2 separate regions of the Ovis aries genome follow, and region 1 is linked to region 2. Evidence: chromatin contacts called from public Hi-C data. All regions are on one chromosome and are shown on one strand. Each heading gives the region's core, a stretch centred on a gene start, on an enhancer-like site or on the middle of the called end of the contact. The rest is flanking DNA. Distances are from core to core; before and after follow the strand shown.

Evidence for each region. Hi-C and Micro-C count contacts between places; a contact is called where the count stands out from the background.
Region 1: a Hi-C map of liver shows a contact between it and region 2, with 7 times the contacts expected there. The contact joins two enhancer-like sites. A contact is called at or near these places in 10 of 16 Hi-C or Micro-C datasets (blood, hypothalamus, liver and 4 more).

The regions. Positions count from the first base shown.
Region 1 is chr20:49,569,360-49,573,961 of ARS-UI_Ramb_v3.0, forward strand. It overlaps SLC22A23 (solute carrier family 22 member 23), which reads left to right. Exons shown (of 12, transcript XR_009597686.1): 10 at 910-1,033. Among named protein-coding and RNA genes, the nearest start is that of PSMG4, 14 kb to the right of the region's middle. Within about 2 kb of position 1,467, at least 8 of the 54 cell types and tissues checked have an H3K27ac peak or open chromatin away from gene starts, as enhancers often do. A contact at or near this core is called in hypothalamus and liver, where this site is marked.
Region 2 is chr20:49,354,466-49,358,839 of ARS-UI_Ramb_v3.0, forward strand. It overlaps PXDC1 (PX domain containing 1), which reads left to right. Exons shown (of 5, transcript XM_027958671.3): 2 at 1-49; 3 at 424-541; 4 at 4,317-4,374. Among named protein-coding and RNA genes, the nearest start is that of PXDC1, 22 kb to the left of the region's middle. Within about 2 kb of position 1,841, at least 10 of the 54 cell types and tissues checked have an H3K27ac peak or open chromatin away from gene starts, as enhancers often do. A contact at or near this core is called in hypothalamus and liver, where this site is marked.

The DNA of each region.
Region 1 (4,602 bases), core at 217-2,716, 210 kb after region 2:
CCCTCCTGCCTCTAGAAAGCCTGGCTGCCCCCTCCTGTTTGCACCCGGCTTGCACGCTGCCCTCGCCCCTTCCCCTGGCAGTAGCTGGCAGCGTGGCCCAGCCCAGCCATGCCTGCTGGGATGCAGAGCCTCAGGGACGCGGCCCCGGAGCGCTGGAGGCCTGGCTGGCTGCCGCCAAGGGAAACTGCCCACCCCGCATGTGAGCCCGCCGCCCTGGGCGCGGGAACTGCCGGGCCGCTGTCCCTGCACGCGACACTGCCGCGCGCACGCACAAGCCACGGCTGCGCGCACGCCCGCACGAGCCTGGCCTACCGAGCCGAGCCCCTGGGGCTCCCGACCATCCTCGCGGGGAACGGGCTGCACCCCACGTCCGACCCCAGCAGCTTGCCTGCCGCCCCCCGCCTGATGCCGCCTGGGTGTGAGGTCAGACCCCGAGCCACGGCCAAGATGCCTGACTCGGTCCGGCAGGTTCCCTCCAGGCGCCTGGTTCCTCTCTCAGGGTTATCTGAGTTTCTGTTCCCCTAAATCAAGCTTGGGGCTCCTGTCCCTCGTCTTGGTCATGCCTGAGGCCAGGCTGGCCAGGCTCTCCATAGCCGAGACCACTCTCTGGGGCTGACCCTGAAGACCTGACAGGAGGGTGCAGCCCCGGGCCAGGGAGCCCCCCAGCCTTCATCCATGCCGGTCACTCCCGTGCTCAGCTTCCGGCAGAGTCAGCCTGGGCCCCTCTCCAGACCCCCGGGGCTTCGGGGGAACCTGCCAGGAGGGCTCTGACCTCCCACGCCTGCACTCGCTGCTCCTCTCCCGGGTCTGCACCTCACCCCGGGCAGAGGGGAGGAGGGGAGACGGCCATCAGGCCCCCTCCCCCCTCCCCCGCGCCCTCCAGCCCCTCACCGCCCGGTTCTCCCCCAGGAATGAGCGACAGTGTCAAGGACAAGTTCTCCATCGCCTTCTCCATCGTGGGCATGTTCGCCTCCCATGCGGTGGGGAGCCTCAGCGTGTTCTTCTGTGCAGAGATCACCCCCACGGTCATCAGGTGCGTGTGGGCCGCCCACGGGGCAGTCACGGGGGTCTTCCAAGGACACTGTGGTTGCGGTGGGTGCTGCGTGCCAAAGCTGGTGAACGACCCACCAGCTCTAGCCCGGGTCTCTGGACAAGGTGTGGCCTGCACTGGGCGTCCACTTGGGATGGACTGCTGTTCTACCCTGACCCCCAGGGATCCCCGAATCAGGGCAGAACTGAAGCCTGGTCCATCCAGGCGGCTGGAGGGACGGGGAACGGGGATTTGGAGGTACAAGCCGCACAAAAGGACCTGGTAAAGGAGGGGTGTTGGGGTCCCTGGATGTATGCCTGTGCTTCAGCCCCACCAAGTGCTGCCCACTCTCCTAGGATTCAGTGAAAAGCCGGTCTCAGAAAGGAGAGTAGAAAGGGCCTTGGTTTTCTGCTGGCTGAGAAGCCGGTGTCTCCAGTCCAAAGAAAGGCCTCATAGAAAGCCCAGCCGGTTACGTCACTGATTTGTATGACAAATACTTGTTGGGAACCACCCCACCTCCGTGTGCCTGCCCGGCAGGGGCCGCGTGCAAAGACTGAGTGGCGGGCTGTTTTCTGAAAAGGTGGGGGGAACTGCCCTTTCCTTGAGGGTCAGGGGGCGTGTGCACAGGCTTCGGTGCTGAGGTTATAGCGACACGGAAGGGTGTCCTGCTGTCAAGGGTGTCACTTGGGTTCAGTGAAGTGGTGACTTTCGGTCGAGCTCCTGAACTTGGTGTGTGAATGTCATTAACCTTCTGAGCACTTTGTTAAATGTAATTATGAGTGTGGCAGTTACTCGGCCGTGAGATAGAGCCCAGGCTGCCAGCACGCGACACCTTGCCAGCCTCCATTTCCCATGTGGGAGACACGTGAGGCCAATCCCGTTCAAGGCAGGGTGCCCAGGACGGACTGTCTTGCCCCTGGGCTCTGGGCGGAGGCAGGCAGGTCCGCGGGCATCACTCTGATTCCTCCTTCTGGGTTCTCACATGAGCGCCAAGCCTGACGGCTGCCCCATCCTGGAATATGATGCCAGGAGCTTACTTCAGGCAGGACTCCGCAGAGTGCCCAGGCAGACAGCAGCCCTCTGTGTCTCTCTGCAGGTTAAACTTCCCCCCTTCACAAAGGCGCCCAGCAGGGGGGCTCCTGCAGAGGCAGAAGGGCATGGTCAGACCTGTGTGGTTGTCCCTCCGGGGTGGGCCACCCTCCACCCTCCACCCTGGCGGTCAGGAGACCGCATTCATCACAGTTGGGTTCTGCTGAACAAGCTGAACTGAAGGAAACGGAGTCATCCTTTTCCTTGGAGGCAGACGTGGCAAGATTATTGGGGATGGAAATTCAGCGAATGTTCTCGGGGTCCGCTTACCCCTACAGACAGCTTACCGCTGGGTGATGCGTTTGTAGTTGCAGAGGAAGGAGGTGAGGGGCGCTCCCCGCTGGACACCTCGCACCCCGGCCCTTCCTGGCGTTTCCCCTCGGGGGCCAGTCCCAGAGCTGCTGGGAGGAAATGGGCTTCCTGCCCCCCCCCCCCGCCCCCATCTCGCAGGTGAATCCCAGGGCAGCTGGGAGGGGCCGCTCAGGCCTGCAAGCTTCGTGTTTGCTGGTACAGAACTAGCCTTTTGTTCACCACTGTTACAAAGACACCCTCTGAACAAGCACAGGAGCGAAGGTCAGGGCCTGCCTATCGAGCGGCAAACAGAAGGCTCCGGGGCGCCAGCCGTCACGTCCTCGGGTGACGGGTGTGCTCGAAGGCCTCCAGGTGCAGCAGGGGCTTCTCGGGCGCCACAGACCCCCACCCCTTGGGCTTCAGCAGGACTAGGGGATCTGGCTGGTGAAGAGGTGGCGGTGGCTTTGGTGTGACAGGCCCCGTGTCACCTGCAAGCTGCGGGCGGGCACCCTCAAACTGGACAGGGAGGAGGCAGGCGCTGGGGGCGGAGACAAGCTGCTTCAGCTCCCACCATTTCCAGGCTGCCTGCGCACCAGGGCCTGGCTGTGGGGCTTTTCCTTATGGACAGTCCACACACAGTGTGAGTTTCAGGCGCAGCACACAGTGACTCAGTGAAGGTCACTATATATATTCATTTAAAAGTAAATTATAAAGTGCTGGCTCTGCTCCACGTGCTGTTCAGTACCTCCTTGTGGCTGTTTTACTCCGGCTGGCTTGTGCCTCTTACCCCCCACCGCCATGCCCCTCCACGCTCTCCCCCCAGCAGGAACCACTAACTAGTCTTCTCCATATCTAGAGTCTGTCTCCTTTCTGTTATATTCCCTAGCTCGTTGTTATTTTAGATCCCACCTATAAGTGATACCATACAGTATTTGTCTGTCTCTGGCTTCCTTCCCTTAGCATACCACCCTCCACGTCTGTCCACGTTGCAGACGGCAGTCTTGTTCTTTTTCGTGGCTGACGCTCCATCGCGTGTATATGCTGTGTCTTCTGGATCCGTCCGTGGACACTTGGGCGCTTCCCTGTTTTGGCTGCTGTAAATGAGGCTGCTCCAGACACTGAGGAGCGTGTCTGGTCTTGGTGCTTTTGGTTTTCCTTGGGCGCAGAAGTGGAATCTGGACCATGTGGCGGTTCCAGGGTTCATCTGCTGAGAACCCTCCTCCCTCATGGTCTCCGGGGTGGCTGCAGCACTTCGCGTTCCCACCAGCAGCGCACAAAGGTTGTCTTCTCCACGTCCGCGGCGACGGGGGTGGGGGGGGTGTGTGCTCTTTTTGATGGTGGCCGTCTTGACGGGTGCGAAGCGGCGCCTCGCTGTGGTTCTGACCTGCTTTCCCTGACGGCCGGGATGCGGAGCATCTTTCCCTGTGCCTGTCGCCATCTGCCCGTGTTCAGTTCGGCGACGTTTCGGCCGGGGTCTTGTGTTTTCAGTGTTCAGCTGTATCAGCTGTCTGTCTGTTTTGGATGTTAACTCCTGATCAGTCCTACCACTTGCAAATGCTGTCTCCCATTCAGTGGGCTGGCGTCTCCCTTTGTTGACGGTTTCCCTTACTGTGCAAAACCTTACACTTCAGGCAGTTTAATTAGGTCCTGTTTATTTTTCCTTGTGTTTCCTTCACCTGAGGGGATGAGCAGCGTCACCTGCTGATACCTCCTCACAGGCTCTAGGGGCGCCGGGGCCTGGCTGCCCCCTGCCTCCGTCTGAGCTCATCCCACCCTCCTCCTCGCGGACTGGCTCCTCCCCAGCCACCGCCCCCGCCGGACGGAACCCACCGCGTCCCTGCTCCAGGCGCACCTCAAGAGTGGGCACTAGGGAGGGACAAAGACGCCTGCATGTGATGAGACACGCGGGGCGGCTGCTTACGTCGTATATGAATGTGTGTAGCACAGGCTCCCCCTGGGGGCTGACCCAAGACCCGGGGCCCTTGCCGCAAGTGGGCGGAGCTCACCTCTGCCCCGAGAGAGACTCCTCCTGATGGCCCCATCTGCAGGGACGGGTGGGGACAGAGTGTGTGCGGAGGGTCTGATCCCAGGGACGTGGTGTTATCAGTGACTCCAGCCTTAGTGTTTCTGACAGTGATACTTATGCAGATATTGGCAGAAATATTTGTTCATCTCTGACTTCACAGAAAGGC
Region 2 (4,374 bases), core at 591-3,090:
CAACGAGGTGGAGAAGCTTCTCAAGGCCATCATCAGCATGCCGCGCAAGGTGGGGGTGTGGGCGGGAGGGCAGGGCAGGGCGCTGGGTGGGCCGGTGGGTGGCAGGCGCCCTCCTGGAGGCGTCGGGGGCGGGGCGGGGCCAGGAGCCAAGGAGAGGGCGCCTCCTTGGGCTCTGGGAGCTCCAGTGTTTTCTCCCCCTGGGAAGAAGCGGAAGCAGGGGCTCACAGTTTATTGGAAAGTGAGGGGGATGTGTGAAACGCCGGCGCAGACCTGGCCTGCGTTGTTCCCACGGTCCCCATCCTGCCTTCCCTGGGCCCCGAGCCCCCCGAGCTCCCCGAGCCCCTGATCGGGGCGCGGGGACGTGGCCCAGGCCATCCCGCCAGCCGGAGGAACATGTGTAGGAAGGAACATGCTTCTCCCCAGTACTCCAGGTCAGAAGTCGTGCTCACCTTCTTCGAAAGATCGCCCCTGGATCAGGTGTTAAAGAATGACAACGTGCATAAGATCCAGCCCAGCTTTCAGAGTCCAGTGAAGATCTCAGGTGAGAGCGCGGGGGAGGCGCGGGGTGGTGTGGGCGCAGCGCGGCCGAGGGTCCCGGAGACCTTCCCAGCCCCTGTCCACGTGCTGGGCACGCCTGCCCCCCTCGGGGCCCGAAGAAGGACAGAAGCGGAGGGGAGGGGCTGCTTCCAGATCTTGTGAAACGGTGCGCGTCTCCCTGCTGGCCTGCTGCTTGCCCGCTGCCTGCTTCCAAAGGTGTATAAGTCGGAACTTACTTTTAAAAAAGAAATGGTCTATGAGGAAAGCATTAGTGAGGCGTCTTGAAGCGAATGGCTGGAATCCATCACCAAGCGCAAAAATACGAGTTCAGCTTGCGCGGCATTGCCTTTGCTCTGGGCTTTAGGGCAGGTGGGACAGAAAGGGACACCCGGTGTGTAGCTCCTCAGTGTGGGCCTTGGGCTGCGCCTTCTGGCAAAAGTCAGCAGCGGGAGGAGATGGCCAGCTGTCCTGCAGGTCTCAGGGGAGCGAGGGGGAGCCGGGGCTCAGCCCACTGGCAGCTTCCTCTAATCCAGGCTTCGCACGTCACTGTGGCACCAGACTCTCTCCTCGGTGCTGCAGGCGAGGCTCTGAGGAGCGTTTTGTAGGGAGAGGTGTGTCCCGGGAGCCCAGGAACTTGTCTGGGCCCGGGCGAGGTCCTGTGGGACCACGCCCTGAGGGTCGGGGAGGGTGCTCCCACCGGAGGTAAGATGTACCTTCGTCATTCACTGAATGGAGAACTGGACGTATCCAGACGAGAGGAGGGTCAGTTCAGGAGTCCTTTCCATAACACGGTTCCTTACGGCAGCGCCGCCAGCCCCTGAGGTCCTGGCCGCCGAGAGCCGCCCTGCTCCCAGTCTCGGCCCGTGTTGGGGGTGTGCACAGACTCGGGGATCCCCAGGCCGGGCCTCCCCCCAGGACACGTCGTCAGTACCCACGTGGGCCACCCCAGATCTGACTTCCTGTCTCATTGATTTGTTGATTTCCTGTGGTCCTAGGCAGGTCAGGATGTGGCCCGGCAGGGTCTCCCGTCACTGCGGAGCCCTGCTCGGAACAGGCCTTCAGCCTCCTCCCCGCCGGGCCTGTCTCCTCTCTCCCGCAAGCCCGCCCATGCACGTCCACTCCGGTCCTGCTAAATTCCCCTCGCTCCTGAAAGGGCCCTGGCCCGCGCTCACCACCTTTCCTCCCAGACTTCTCTGACGTGGCCTCTCGGGAGGCGCCGCCGCCTGGGGGGCAGCCCTGCCTCGGCTCACTCAGGCCTCCAGGCTGACCGGCTGGGGGCCAGGCCTCCACTAGGTGGCGCCAGGCGCTCGTGGCTTAAGGACCAGCCGCCTCCCGGGGCCTTGGTCGTGGCAAGAGCTCTGGCCTCTTTGGCGAGGCTTTGAGTCGATGGAAACGGAAACATTCTTCACACGATGTTAATCTAAAAGCTTGTTACCAACTCTAAGAAAGCTGTGCAGCTTAAAAGGAAGCATACACCTTTGAACTGATATCAGCCACAAAACCCAGAGTATTCAGGTTTGGGAAGGCTGGAAATATAATTTAACTTTTTATTACTACTAAGTCACTTCAGTCGTGTCCGACTCTGTGCGACCCCATAGACGGCAGCCCACCAGGCTCCCCCGTCCTTGGGATTCTCCAGGCAAGAACACTGGAGTGGGTTGCCATTTCCTTCTCCAATGCATGAAAGTGAAAAGTGAAAGTGAAGTCGCTTAGTCGCGTCCGACCCTCAGTGACGCCATGGACTGCAGCCTACCAGGCTCCTCCGTCCATGGGATTTTCCAGGCAAAAGTACTGGAGTGGGGTGCCATTGCCTTCTCCGAACTTTTTATTAGCCAGGCATTTGTACAGTCTCAGCCTTAATTTTCACCAGCGTTTGTTAGAGTCTTTATAAAAACTATCTCATTTAACGCCCCCCCCCAAAAGTGCCCCTTAGGATAGACACTGTTATTCCCATTTTACAGGCTTCTGCTGCTGCTGCTAAGTCGCTTCAGTCGTGTCTGACTCTGTGCGACCCCATAGACGGCAGCCCACCAGACTCCTCCGTCCATGGGATTTTCCAGGCAAGAGTACTGGAGTGGGTTGCCGTTGCCTTCTCCTATTTGACAGGCTAAAAAACAGCAAAGAGTAACCTCCTTCACAGGCTTAAGTGGTAGACCTGGAGTTCCCTGGAGGCCCAGCTGGCTTCTCTTCGCCGACATTAAGGAATGGTCTGCAACCAACGTGTTCCGGGGTCTGGCTCCACTTTCTAGATTCCGTGTTCCAGAACTGCAAATCTCACATCTAATAAAGACCGGGAGGTTCCTATGTGAGGTGGCTATTCGCAGCACTTATGTTTGTTTCGCTTGTAGGATCCCCCCCGCCGCCCAGTTCCCCTGGAGAGGGGTGGGAGAGAGGATTCGGAGTTGTCAGCTGGCTGTTTTCGCTTGTAGGATCTTCCCCCCCAGTTCCCCTGGAGAGGGGTGGGAGAGAGGATTTGGAGTTGTCAGCTGGCTGTGCTGAGGTCGCTGAGGTTTTACATGCTTCCTGGGGCAGATTTGAGTCAGTTAATAAAAGCAGAAAAGAAGGTGGTCCTGCGGGCTCCCCGGTGGTCCAGTGGTTAAGATCCATGCTCCCAAGGCAGGGGGGCTGGGGTCAATCTAGTCAGGGAAGCTGCACGATGCGGCCCCAACAATTGTTTTTTAATTTAAAAGAAAGAGTGGCTCTGTGCTGTCCCACGTTTCGAGCTGTGAGGTTGGGGGTCTTGCCCCCGCTGTCAGGAGCCGTCCCCTGTGGGTCTCTCTGCCCACTCAGGCACTTGTCAGCCTCCTCTTTGCACCCGGTGGTGCCCTTGACCTTGGCGGTTACAGTCACCGACTTCTTTCTGGTTTTCGGCTCCTTCTTCTGACTCACGAGCTTTCTCAGGCAGTGGGGTCTGGGGGGGCTCCACCGGGAGAGGAGGTCGAGGACAAGGCGCTTGTTGGTGCCGCTCACGGGGGGCAGGTCCAACGGCCCACCTGGAAGGGCCACTGAGATGTGCGCTGTCCCTTCTCCAGAAAGTTGGAGGAAGTTTCAGCCATTACTTGGCAAATCTGTCTGATGGACAGTCATTTGGTCCTGGGAGCGGGAGAAGGAAGCCTAGTTTCCTGCCTTCTTTTTGCGTGGTTTCCCTAAGTGTCTTCCTACGGAGAGGAGCTGAGAAAACTGAGCTGCGAGTACCTAAAATACCTGTAACGATTACAAGCAGACACGAAGTTACAGTCTCACTTGTTTAAAACGAGCAGATCTGTCCATGGGGATAAAATAATCTAAATGATGGTTATGGTATAAGAAATAAAAGGAAACGATGCCCCAGACAACCAGGGCATCAGACGCCCGCCGAGATGGCAGCACGGGGCGTCCTGTGGCCTGACCGGGACAGAGAATGCTGCTGTGAGCTGTCCACGTGTGTCAGGGCCTGCGTGGAAGACGGTGGTGCCTTGGGAAAGCAGGAATCTGGAGTGTTTTTAAGCACGTTTTTAAAGTGAGGTAGGTGGAAGGCCTGAGCATGGGGCTTGCTGACCAGGGTTGGCAGTTGGGGGCCAGCCAGCGTTCAGGCAGCTGCTGCCCTGGTAATGCCCCCCAACCCCAGCCCCCGGTGCCTGTTCTTGGGGTTTGTGGTCTGCTGAGGGAAGGGCTGGGCATGCAGTCCAGGAAGTGTCAGCCGGAGGAGGAGGACGAGAGGAGATGCGTGAGCCCCAAATGTCAGAACTTCAAACCCTGACCCCCTTGTGAATTACCTCCCCCATTGCTCTCATTTTCAGAAATCATGAGGTCCAATGGATTCTGTTTAGCAAATACGGAAACGATCGTTATTGACCA